Linked DNA regions of Mus musculus: region 2 is linked to region 1. Evidence: chromatin contacts called from public Hi-C data. All regions are on one chromosome and are shown on one strand. The core of a region is the stretch at or near the end of the contact, and the rest is flanking DNA. Distances in the headings are between cores, read along the strand shown.

Evidence for each region. A called contact is a pair of places that touch in the nucleus more often than the background predicts.
Region 2: a Hi-C map of the N1E-115 cell line shows a contact between it and region 1, with 3 times the contacts expected there. The contact joins two enhancer-like sites. A contact is called at or near these places in 1 of 15 datasets of contacts at CTCF or cohesin (the NIH/3T3 cell line) and 1 of 484 Hi-C or Micro-C datasets (the N1E-115 cell line).

What each region holds. Positions count from the first base shown.
Region 1 is chr4:66,169,892-66,173,336 of GRCm38.p6, reverse strand. The region is part of intron 3 of Astn2 (astrotactin 2); the gene reads left to right. Among named protein-coding and RNA genes, the nearest start is that of Astn2, 230 kb to the left of the region's middle. Within about 2 kb of position 1,671, at least 15 of the 459 cell types and tissues checked have an H3K27ac peak or open chromatin away from gene starts, as enhancers often do. A contact at or near this core is called in the N1E-115 cell line, where this site is marked.
Region 2 is chr4:66,481,115-66,484,559 of GRCm38.p6, reverse strand. No RefSeq gene overlaps it. Among named protein-coding and RNA genes, the nearest start is that of Gm25480, 61 kb to the left of the region's middle. Within about 2 kb of position 1,694, at least 51 of the 459 cell types and tissues checked have an H3K27ac peak or open chromatin away from gene starts, as enhancers often do. A contact at or near this core is called in the N1E-115 cell line, where this site is marked.

The DNA.
Region 1 (3,445 bases), core at 422-2,921:
AAGCTGAGGCAGAACAAGCTCAGGTGTCCTGCCCAGGATTGGGTGGCTGTTGACACAGGACTTCTACCTAGGTGTATATCACTTTGAAGTCGTTTTTCACCAACAATCTGGCATCATTTGTGTGCAAGTAGCCAGCAAACAACGTTGTTCTGAAAATAACGATGTTATTTCTAAATATTTCCCAATTTCTAAAAGAAAGAGCCATTGCGTGGATATGGCGTGGATGTATACACTACTGCTGTCTTAAGGAGCTCTGATGAATCTGGATCTCCTAGCCCCCGTGAGAAACCCCTGGCTATCTTGAGAAATATTTTGTCATGAAAATTACTAGGTACTGTGACAGGCACACCTTCATACCAGGCTTCATCACCACGTACAAGATAATATGAAGCTGTGTGACTTTGGTCAGATCTGATCAATGACATCGGGATTTCTTCAAACACCCAGCAAGGCTTGCTTTGAGGAATCAGGTACCTGCAGCTGCCTTCACTAAACCAGGCACCTGTAGCTGTAGCACACCCTCGAAGCATCAGCTCCTGTCCTGAACAGTTAAGAATCCATTTGGTCCAAGCAGGGCTGGTGTGCCCTGCGTCTAAAAAAATTTTTTTTTGTTTATAAAAGGCACAGCTTATCAAATAGATAAATCAGGTACTGATACATTATTTTCTTAAACAGTTCTTTATTTTACAAAAGCATTTACCTCATTTACCGTAGGTCTCCTTTCAATATATAACTGTCTACTAGTACATGGAAAAAGACTAGGGCACTTAACTGACTTTTATCTTTCCTGGAAGTTTAGAGACTGTAGCTTTAAAGACAGCAAAGACATAATGCATGGCTTTCTGAGACCAGCCAGTAGTAGGATTTTTAAAAAGTGCTTGGGACAGGGAAGGTACAGGCATGAATGCCGTTCTCAGTAGTCCTCAGAGAGTGCCTTGTTCTAGGCCAAGTTGACTGACTCTCTTTTAGTCTTCATTTATGTCTTTCTTTTTTTCTTTTTTCTTTCCCTTTTTTGTCGATGATACTGGTTTAACAAGAATACAGACTGTCCACGCTTTGATCTTGGGATGCCTTGCATTTGAAGAATCTGGTTCAGTTCTATCCCTTTTTTAAGTCGGACTTTTTCTATCTCTATGATGAGCAACTTGGACCTCTCCAGGTCTAAACCTGCAGTTTCCAGTTTCCTTCTCTTTTGCTAGTATACATGTGGCAGGGACCAGAAGTTCAACACCATGTGACTGGTGGGCATGGCTAATGGGGTACATATGGAAAGAGATGTTCTTAGGAACCTCCCACGCCTCCCCCCCATACACACACTGAAAGAAGAGATTTAGTTTTATGTAAACTCTATCTACTGAGGTCCCTCCAGAGAAATGATGCAATGGGGAGGAAAGGCATTCTAACTAGCAATCAGAGCCTTCTAATCAGTGCCATAATCCAGTCCCCAGTCCATGTCAACAGCTTCCTGGCTCCATGGCTGTTCTGCAAGTGTCCCACAAGGAGGTCAGCAGAGAGAGATATCACTTCCTCCTCATTTCCCTGGTGAATGAAGCCTTCAGAGACCAGATGCAGCCACTTCATTATAATTACGTTAAGTGCCGCCTGATTGGCGCTGTTCATCACCCTGGGGAAGAAGCCTGGCCCAGTGGACAGACAGGCTGCCTGCTTTGGCTCAGTGCGGCTCCAGCTGTGTCCTTGGCAGTGAAGGACGTGGTTTTCCTTGAAGACCACAGCTCCTCATCAGGGAAAATAGAACAATGCCTGGGGTGGGAGTAGAGTACTGTAGTGATCCGTGTTCTCAGGTTCTTCTAGAGAGAAGAGGCTGCCATGCACTTTACCTGCTCTTAGACAAGGTAAGATGCTCAACCTAAAAGGGAAAGCATACCTGTATTAGCTTGGCTTCTACCTGACATCTCCAGTCTTCCTGTACATCATGGAGGAGAAACAATTGCTGCATTGTGCTCTCCCATGGCCAGAAAAGGAAGTCTCCATTTGTAGGAGAGTCAGAGGCTTACAGAGAGCCCTCTTCCAACAACTGTACTTCTACCACCCCAATTCTTCTTGCATAGTATGTGGTACAAGGTTGTGGGGTTTTTACAAGTGAAAGAGTAAGACTGATAAATCTGGAAAGACGTCATGAGATGGGCTTCAACAAGGGAATGTGAAGCTGCAGAAAATTCAAGCATGAAGGTGAAGGGGTGGAGCCAAGATACCACTGCAAAATGGTGAGCAGGAGCAGGACTCTGATGCAAGTCTGCCCACACCCGCCAACTCTTGAAATCTACTGATATTTCGTACCTATGAGGGAAAATTAGAAAATGTCTGTGTCTCTCACTGTCCTCATTTCTAAATAGGGAAATGGAAAAAAATCACATGCATTTCCAGGCTGTTGTAAGGCGAAATGAGTTAATGTGTGTCACTAGGCTTTGAGGAGTGCTTATTGCAAAAGAAAGTTTCAATTACTGTTCCTTTTTTTAGTGTGTGAGTCCTCTGCAAATAGATCAGGCACTCTGTTTCTTCATTTAGCTCTCACAAATAGTCAGCAACTCATTCATTCATTCACATACTTCACAAATAGTCATTAGGGCTCAGAGAAAAGGTGATGATGGCTGGCATAGCTCTGTCCTTGGAGACGTTATCCTCTTATGGGTGACATCAGACTGGAACCTTGAGATCTGTACCAGTATGTATGTCAGGCACTTACTGATTTCATTAATCCAGGAAAACCCCTTGATGTGTGATTTTGGTGATGACAGGAAGTGCTTGACCTGGGTTTTGACTGTTGAAGAAGGTCTTTCTGAAAGAGAAAGATTTAAGATGCAGCTAGAGGATATACGGTACCAAAATAAATCAGGGGAATTGGCTCCAACTGAGGATCAGTTTATTTCATGGTCAGATAGGAGAGTGTGCCTAGAATTCCTAAAATGAGTTTGGGTCAGAGTGTTCTGTAGAATATGAGGGGAACTGAGGCATGGCAGGCTGAGCCTGCTTTGTAGACGTGACATAGCTGGTATAGACCTGCCTGAGATGAAAGCTATTCTTGCAATCCTCTAGGAAGGGTGTCATGGTAGGCAAGCCCTCTGCATTTACCGGAAGGAGAGGACAGCAATAGCAAGAGGGTGTTGGTGAAATTAGTGACTTAGAGAAGAAGGCAGGCTGGCAGAGCCCAGCTAAATTTGGACCTATCTCTTCTAATTCCCTGGGGGTTACAGGGCGAAGCTGGAGTAATTTCAAAATAACCCAGTTCATGCTCCAGGGTTTAATATCTCTCGTGTCTCCTGGGTCATCGTGGCACAAGGAAGCCCTGCTCTGATCAGTGGTATATAAAGTGTTTTCAGTTTTTCATTATTCTGTGAGTATCACTGTGTGTGTGTGTGTGTGTGTGGTTCCTTCTATCCCTTCCCCTAAATCATGCTGAGTTCCTACTGAGAGAAATACACAGGAC
Region 2 (3,445 bases), core at 445-2,944, 310 kb before region 1:
GATTCAGTAACAGTCACTATCTCAAAAAAAGGAGGGGGGTGTGTTGGAAAGGGATTGAAAATAACACCTGGTATCAACCTCTGGCCTGTACAGATTCACACATAAGCAAGTACTCCCACATACTCATATGCCAGCACATACATACATAAAAATATATCAAAGAAAACAGTATCAGGCTTATAAAACCATTAGGGAAACTAAATAGTATAAAAGCCATATTTGATTTTTGATATTTATTGAAATATACGTGGGGTTGGCAAGATGGCACAGTAGATGAAGATGCCTTCCACTGAGTGTAACTACCTAAGTTAGATCCCTAGGACCAATTGTCAACTGAAGTAAGGTGTTCTGACCTCCACACCTGTGCCACAGCATGTGTGCATGTACTATGCATCACACACACACACACACACACACACACACACACACCCCTAACTAACTAAAACACAAATAAATAAAATCCAAAAAATTAATGTGGCTGGAGGCTGGCAGATACATTTAAATAGAGAATAGGGAGATTGCTGACTTAATACATTTATACAGAAGTTGTTTTGCAGGTGGCAAGCAGCCTTTATGACCCTAAGCAATTTTATCATTAAATCCAGTCATGTGCCTGTGTCCTTGCCCTTCATAGGTCCATCAGACATGCGTACATCACTGAGCTCGGCCCCCAACTCGGCTTTATGTTATCTCTGGTTTTCTCCAAGTACATTCTTGTTATGAGGCCGCACTTCTCTGCATGCTTACAGCTCTGTCTCCATTTACTCCATCCCCTGCCCTCCTCCCTTCTACTCCTCCTAGAGACACACCCACAGAGAATTCAACAGGACGCCTGCCCCGAAGGGGTTTACAATCTGTCAGGACTATGCTGAGCACATTCTCAAATAGAGATGAAGGTAGTCACGGGGAATTGTGCCAGATGGATGTAATTTTAAATGAAGGACAAGGTAAGTCATCTACTTAGGAAAGGAGGGAGTTGAGGACTTACAGGGAATGAACAGGGCTTAGATTGCAATATGGAGTCAACAGAAGATGAATGGAGGAATTGTCCATTTTGTGATCCTCTGAGGGTGGTTTTGAAATTTATCTTTCAAATTGCAGGAGTTTGGGTTGGGTGCTTTTGAAAGCCTCCATGGAGTCAGATTGCTCCCTTCTATCTCTGAGACACATGGGCAGAGGCACTTCCTCCGAGGTTCATTTTTCAGTTCGGTGGATGGAGACAGCAATCACTGCTGCTCATGACCCCCGCCCCCTCCCCCCCGACTCTGCTTCCCACGAGCACAGAAAGCCAGATTTCATCCACTTGTACCACCCACAGCCCAACTCCCTCCACTCACCCCTCCTACTCATTTTCCATGCTGGCCTCCTTTTAGCCCTAAGTCAACTATATTCTTGGCCTGCTCTGCCTGCCTTCTTGGCCAATGGTTCTGGCAGAGACTTAAGAAAGGTCAGATGGGAGGACTACTGGCCTGGGCTCCTACAAGCTGTGTCCTAGTTTGTTTGTTTTTTCTCTCTCTAAACTAAACTATCAGGGGTTGCCTCCTATGCCCCACCCACTTCCCTCTTCCAAATCCCTTTTCTGAGTCTGAAGAAAGTTTTTTCAGCCTGAGAAGAAACCTTCTGCCCCAGGCAAGCCATATCTAAGGAGCTGCCATCAGTCCCCATTGTCTGTGTCCTGGGATCACTGCCAAGGACTGTGACTCTTGGCTAGGGATGTAGAAGGGCCCTGTTTAATCCCATCTGTTCAGAGGTACAGAGAGAAGCCAGATCCCCTCCTCCTCCTCCTCCCCCTCCCTTCTCCCCTCCAACCCCAAGCTCCATGGATGAGTGGCCTTTCAGAGATGAAAAACTGGAGCCCTGTCAGGAAGACTTCTTGCTTGACAGAGGCAGGATCTAAATATAGTAAGGTACAGCTTAACTCCCCAGCAGAGCAAGCATACCCAACCAGCTCCTGCCTTCTGGGGTATCCTCCCCTTTTGGCACCTAGCCAAAACCCAGTACACACTGGGAATAGAGGCCGGTCATCAAATGCTCTGGATTAACCTTCCCATATCCTATCTAGTACCCCTCTTCCCACATAATGTCAATTAGAACCTACTGAGGCATTCTGGAGCCCCCTCCCTTCTGTCCCCCAATAGCAATAGATTCTCTTCTACTGCAAGCATCATTCCAAAGGCATGCCCACTTTTAAGAAGCCATCTTTAAGAATCTATCACATCACACATATTTAACTTTCCCTTTCTACGGACACTAAACATTCATGACTTTGTTCATTTCCAGGATATAATTACTCCCATTTTACAGATATCAACACTATGGCTATGCAGTAACTGATTCCTGAAAGCCCACCTGGTTAAGCAGTGTTTATCTCTTGCTTTAGAAAATCCCCATGACAACATGGAACTTGATTTGCTGGTTCCCTTTGGAATTTCACTTTATAATTCAACTGAAGGACTTCATGATATTTCTTTTATTTCATTAAAATATTTTTGGAGGCAGAGTTTCACATAACATAAATTAGCCCCAAATTTAATGTATAGCCCAAGCTGTCACTATACTGTTGATCATTCTGTCTCAGCATACTGGGTGCTGAGATTAAATGCAAGTACCACATCTGAGTCTTTTAATTTCATGAAGAATCATGACATATTGATTAGGTTTTTATTGTAACTGTTTTCAAATATACAACAATGGCAACCTACAGGAGGAATTATTTATTTTGTCTCAGGGTTTAAGAGGATTCAGTCTGGTGTGGTGGAGGAGGACCCACATCATTGAGGGTCAAGATGCACAGAAGCACAATGCATGAACTATACCACCTCTCTCCTTCTTCTTTATTTTGTCTAGAGGCCTGACCCAAAAGATGTTGCCTTCTACATTCAAGGTGGGTCTTTCATTCTCAGTTACTCTTCCCTTCTTGGTGTGCCTCAGTCTCCGAGCTGATTCTAAACCCAGTCACCTTAATCATATGACACCAGGAGTCTAATAACTTAGAAGCAAAACAGAGCAACAATGTGATAGCCCCATATAAAGTCTCCTGTGCTCACAAAGATGGCCCAGACCTCTTTCAGAGGCTCAAAAATATATTCATTTGGGTTCAGAAGCTACTATTGACAGGGATGGCCCTGGGGAAGACTCCTTTGTATTGTCCTGCCTCTGGGGGTTGCTAGAGCTCATGAATTCTTCTGACTTATAGCTATTGCAATCAACTTCTGTTTCTGTCTTCATAAGGCTACCATCTCTATGTGTTTGTGTCCCTGAATCTTCCTCTTTTTTTTTTTTCACTAACACATCAGTTATTTCATGTAAGGTCTTCTTCAGTTCAGTATGAATTCACTCTATCTTGATTTCATTTTCGAAGATCTGATTCCAAAGAAGATCAGCTTCTGGGGGATTGCCTGCAAACTATTCCCCTTACTAGAGATGCATTTTAAGGCCCTTGTGG